Linked DNA regions of Oryzias latipes: region 2 is linked to region 1. Evidence: chromatin contacts called from public Hi-C data. All regions are on one chromosome and are shown on one strand. The core of a region is the stretch at or near the end of the contact, and the rest is flanking DNA. Distances in the headings are between cores, read along the strand shown. Region 1 holds the start of LOC101162075 (EMILIN-2). Region 2 holds the start of LOC101165591 (glucagon family neuropeptides).

Region 1 (2,846 bases), core at 178-2,677:
GGGTACCGCCCGTTTCATGACGTCTGCCTCGGCAGCGTAGCTGCGTTTCACCCAAGAAGAAAACAAGCAACATCAGAACTTTTGCAAAGCTAGATGTGCATATTGTGGACAGCAAATGACAGCGTTCAGCAGACCACCGCTAAAAAGTGGGCGTGTCTGTTACTTTGTGATGTCACAATGTGAGGACCCACTCATTTTTGTGGATTTTAGTTTTTTTTTCTATAAATTGCACAGGAGCAGATGAAAAAATACCATTTAAAAAAAGATCGTAGGTGTGACGTAGAAAATATATTGTGTGGGGCCACAGTCTTCATGCTCCGCCCCTTTCTGATGCCTCCACTTGCAAACAGATCCATGAACGTCTTTGTTTTCCGGGTCCGAGTTGGAATCTGGATCAGAACTGGACGGATGGAGAGCTCCGATATTCCTGGCATTTTGGTTTTTTTTGCTCTCGGCGCTCTCAGCAACAGCTAGGGGTTATTCCCAGCTAAAATTTTAATGAAGTCCCACCGCTCTGCAGAAACTATGTCTTAACGACGACAGGTTTTCTAAAATTTTGGCTAAAAACGGCATGATCGTAGATAAAAGACCACCGGGAAGGCTCTAAAGACGATGGGAAGAGCTGATGGTGTGGACAGCATTACTGAGGTATTAACTGTACCTGCCAAGCCAGTCGGCGTCAGCTCCTTGACAGAGTTGCTGCTGACTGATGAAACAGCACAGCGTTATTCTTAGAGCCTGATCTGACAGCAGGTCAAAGCTTTATCTGCTGTAAAAGGTTTCCTGGGTGAGAATGGATTTCGTGCCTTCGCGCAGCTCTCCGGCATCCCTCTGAATCCTCCGTGCTCTTCATTTATCTCTCCTGCAGTCGCCGCCTGATGGATCTGTCAGATCATGATGAGACATCTCAATAATCTCTGCTCTGAAGAAACAGGCAAACCGCTTCAGGTCATCTCACTGAAATCATTTCACATCCCTGCCTCACCTGTGTTTGTGCAGGAGCTCCTCTGAATGTCTGCCTGAAGAGCTGCAGAGCTCAAGCTCCACTGGGGTTTCAATTCTTGCAGTTAAGAAATCAGCAAATTGCTCAGTTGAGCAGAAACGTTGAGGGTTTGCTGTGTTTTCCCTGAACAGGCCTGGCAGCGGGGCAGCCTGCATGCAAATGAGGCGCTGCTGCCCCCCTGCATGCACAAGACTCATTCAGAGGAGATTAGGCCGCTTTTCATCGGTGGGGGGTGACTTATTGGTTGATGAATGACTGGATATGTAAATAAATTAATCCCCACGTGTTTGAAATCCCTTTAAAACCTCCGTTTTTCTAAGAAACGCTGTAAAAAGTGGGAGCAGCAGTTCGGGAGGAGGGTGTGGGCCCCGGACGTCACTCCAAGGGAGTTGCAGGGAAAGCGGACTTCCCCAAAGTTGACTTGTGGTGGAGTTGGGTCAGTCACGGAGGCGATGCGCTCCTGGCGTCCGGACGTAGCGAACCAGCCGGAACTTTCTCCGTTTCTGCCCTAGAAAAGCGCGCGTCGCGGCGTTGGTTCGGGATGAGGCGCCTGGGCGCAAGGATGAGCGACTGCGGGACGCTTTTCACGCTCCTCCTGAACCTCCAGCTGGCTCACGCGCTGTCCTCCTCCTCCACTCCGGGTTCCGCGCACAGCGGGCCCCTCCACAGACACAGGAATAGGTACGTTTGCGGGGTGGGGGGACTGAATCTTTTAAGGCTGTTTTCTGGACTACGGGGGGATTTTTTCCCCTGCGCGCTTTTGTGGCGCAGCCGCCAACAAAAGCGTTCCAAACTTCGCCCACAGTGACCCCCCTCCCGGGTCTGCGAAGAGTCGAGGAGACTCTGCAGACGCCTGTCAGGCCATATTGGTCCCGGGGTTTTCAAGTGCTGGTGGGGCTGATAAGATTCAGAAAGTGCCCGGCCTGTTTGTGATGAGAGTTTTCAGGAGCCGCCTGGAAGAATGTGGAGAAAGGAGGCGGCCTCTGCGCACGTGGAACTCATTATGATACCTTTCTCCAGCTGTTTCCGGTGGCAGCGCGGTGTGGGGCTCAAGCAGCCTCAGTATTCTTCTTGTTGATGTGTGCCCCCCCCCCTTCAGGAACTGGTGCGCATATGTGGTGCAGAGGAACGTGAGCTGCGTCGTGCAGGGGAGTGCCGAGCGCCTGCAAGAGCCCGTGCTGGCCCCCTGCCCGCCCTACCAGCCCCACTGCCAGCAACAAGTGACGTGAGCATCCGGGTAGCGTGCATGGGGGGGGCTCTTTATTAGATGCAGTTGATCCAAAATGTGTTGGGAGTGGGCACACACATTGTCAGTGGGTTAAAGTTGGCAAAACGGACAAACGTGCAGCAATAAAGCAGAACCAGAACTCACGCACTTCAGTTACACAATGTTTATAGCAGTAAAACCCAAACAACACAACATGTGTGGGACTACCTGCACTATTACAAACTGGAACTAGACAGAAAAATCTATTTTTTTTTCTCCCAGTTATGTGAGGAATGCATTGAACTGGTCAGTGATTAACCTACAGTTCATCATCTCCTGATAAGAGCGGCGAGAATCAATCAATCCTTCCATCAAGTGTTCACTTTCACTGATTATCAGAGTTTTTGTGAAACTTACTGTACAGGTTAGTAGTTCATCTGCAAAAAACACCTAAGGTATTTGATGTATCTACAATATTTACGATTTTTGCAGCAATTCAATCAACTCATTTTTTAAATTCATGATTATACAAATTATAGAAACGTTATCAAAATCTTTTTGAAACTTTTACAATATTCAAAACCGTTTTGTCCCACTGAAATTCAAATAGTATTCATCACATCTATATGCGTTCAT
Region 2 (2,846 bases), core at 235-2,734, 190 kb before region 1:
GACATAAGAAAAGTGCCCTAAATGAAGTGGTGTCTCGCGCTGAGCTCATGCGCAGTGCGCACTTCAGGGATCTGTGGTAACAGGGCGCTTATTGATCCGGTGGAGCAGCGTTGCCTGCTTTCTAACTGACGCTGATCGGCTCGGACATTTGTTATGCGTTCAGGTGCGTTGCATTGCGTGGCTTGATGCTGCCGGTTCCCGCGCGGTCCGGAGCGCCTCCGTGGTCCTGAACTTCAGCAGAGTCTCGTCACGTTTCGTTCCCCGCCTCATGATGGCGCCGTTCGCTCAGACTACCGAGCCGTGACTGTGCCGGTGGCGGCGGGAGGCCTAATATTAGCATTCCGCTTCAGTTCAAACACATGGAGTATAAGTTGTGCCTAGGAATCACGTCAAACTTAAAATAAATAATTACATAAATAAAAAGCCCAGCCCCCCCCCCTCCCTCCCCCTTATCGTGACCGGTGCTGTTCGTCATTTTGCGTCAGCCACAACTGAGCGCAGACTCCAACTCTCTCCTGATTGGTGAACTCGTCAATTGGCTGCAGAGCTTTAGGTATGATTCAGATTCAGGTTTGCTGAAAGAAAAGGTTTGCTGATGTGAAGATGAGCCAGTGAAGGTTAAACTCCTCGCCGTATCAAACGACACCATTGTTTAAGTTAAAAGGCGCGTGGGGCTCCTTTCATCTCCTTTAAATGTACTTTGTCTTTGTTTTATAGCTTTTCACCATAAAATGAGGCCTTTTTCAACAAAGAAACACAAAGTTAGACCTTTATGTCTGGATGAATCCATCCAATCATTAGATTCACCGACTAACCTAGTTAAAAATGATTACATAGGTGTGTTTTCTTCAAACACACGTGGACTGAAAGCCGCCTGAAGCTGCATCCTGCGTCACCATCCTCACATCAGATGACGTTCACCCTTATTCCAACAGCAGTCTACCCTATAGGGCTACTATGGCGAGGCCGGTAAAGCCTGTCCTCATTATCCATCGGGGAAATGATGGGAAATGCTCGGAAAAAGTGGACTGGCAGCCACGCAACTCGAGAGGAGCCGTTTCAGCACCGGACAGCTCCCGCGCGCTCCCCTGAGGCCTCCGAGCTGCCGGGCGGAAGCCTGAGCCACCTCCATCAGCCACGGCCACATGAAACCACCAGTGGCAAAACAGACAACATCCACCCCCCACCCCCCACCACCAACCCCCACAACAACCATTAGAGGCTAATTGCGCCAAACGGTGACGCGCGGGGAAAAAGCCACAAGTTGACCGATTCTGAAGGTTTCTGCTCAATAAAGGAAGAAGAAAGTTTGAGGATGAACTTCCATGTTGGGAGGGAGGAGGAGGAGGAGGAGGGGTGACGGGTGCAACGAAGAGGAAGGAATCGTACTATTATATTCCGGGAGGAAGACTTGATGACGTCTGTTGCATATTTAATGTGACTTGGTAAAGGGAGGAGGGGGCAAGGCTTAAGATTCAAGAATAAAAATCCAAGGCTTCCACGGCGCAGGACAAAAGTTTTTTAGCCACGATGTGTGAGCGAACCTAGAGCGCACCTCCCCGAGTCGACGAGCTGTGGTCTGAAGCTTCACCCCCTTCTGAGTCTAAAAGTGAGACGATCTGCACTGAGGGCATCAGACGGAGGCGCTTCAGCCACGAAAGAAGTGCCAGAGAGAAAGACTGAGAGCGTCTCTCTCAGACACTCTACACCACAGCCGCGCCCGGATCGCATCCAGAGTACTGCTCTGTCTGTCCTCCGCTAGACTGAGGTACGCGTTTGGTCTGCGGAAAGCAAGGCAACACGTTCAAGTAAAGACGTCTTTTTTGGGGGAAGATCTACATTCATTATTGTCCAGTTGGATTTGGGTCTGTGACGCGGCGAAACTTTAATGAAAGGATGAGAAAAATGTAAAATTATGGGGTTCGAAATGTTTCGTTTGTTCATTCTGACACTTAAATATTTGTTGGAAAGAAGTAATCTGAGAATCTTCAAGATTTCCGGGTATTTTTTTTATCAGACTAATATTTTTTCCCTTTCTCCACAGCATGGCCAGTTCGAGTAAAGTGACTTTAATTTTGCTCATCTACGGAATCTTAATGCACTACAGCGTCTTCTGCTCACCTATAGGACTAAGTTACCCCAAGATCAGGTAGGTTTGATCTTTTCTGTCAGAGTATTTCGTTTAGTTGCTAAACTCCCATTCCGTTGATTTTTTTTTTTTTGCCGACTTGTTTATCCATCAAAAATACAACACTTTACTTAAAGGAAATGCGCGCATTTTGATGATCGCTGGATGGAAATGAGTTGGCGCAGCGTGGAAAATATCTATGGAAATGTTGTGCATGGAGGCACGCGTCCGATGGGACCGTTCACAGAACTCCCCTTGTTAAAAATGAGAGCGCATTCGGTGCAGCGGATAGCCCATGGGATGACGGTGGACTGGCGTCACCAAGGAGAGGCGAGGCGAAACGAATGAGCAGCGCGCAGTCCCTTTACATTTATTCCATTTATTCTCCTCTGAAAAAGAAGAATTTGGGCGTGGCTCCTATTGATTAACGATCCTCTGCTATTTTCAGGAATCTTTTAATACATTTCATGGATCCACGCCCACAGCGCGCGCGTCTTCACACCCATTGTGTCAGTTTTAAATAATAAATTAAGCTGATGCTTTGATTCCTTATCTATGGGAAATTCATTTGTTCTTGTTTTTGGACTAAAAAGTACGATAAAAAATTAAAAACACGCGTGCGTAAAATGAATCTAAATACTTTATTTTTAATGAAAAAAATGAAATGATTCGTTTTGAGTTTGATCATAATGATTTTTCTGATGAGTGGGGCAGACAT

What was found. Hi-C and Micro-C count contacts between places; a contact is called where the count stands out from the background.
Region 2: a Hi-C map of embryo shows a contact between it and region 1, with 2.2 times the contacts expected there. The contact joins the promoter of LOC101165591 here to the promoter of LOC101162075 in region 1. A contact is called at or near these places in 2 of 5 Hi-C or Micro-C datasets (both in embryo).

What each region holds. Positions count from the first base shown.
Region 1 is chr17:29,488,420-29,491,265 of ASM223467v1, reverse strand. It overlaps LOC101162075 (EMILIN-2), which reads left to right and starts at 1,427. Exons shown (of 9, transcript XM_023965199.1): 1 at 1,427-1,684; 2 at 2,103-2,228. The coding sequence starts at 1,545. It overlaps LOC110016927 (a long non-coding RNA gene), which reads right to left and starts at 1,121. Exons shown (of 5, transcript XR_002292245.1): 1 at 986-1,121; 2 at 662-884.
Region 2 is chr17:29,677,109-29,679,954 of ASM223467v1, reverse strand. LOC101165591 (glucagon family neuropeptides) reads left to right here and starts at 1,484. Exons shown (of 4, transcript XM_004079449.4): 1 at 1,484-1,768; 2 at 2,045-2,149. The coding sequence starts at 2,046.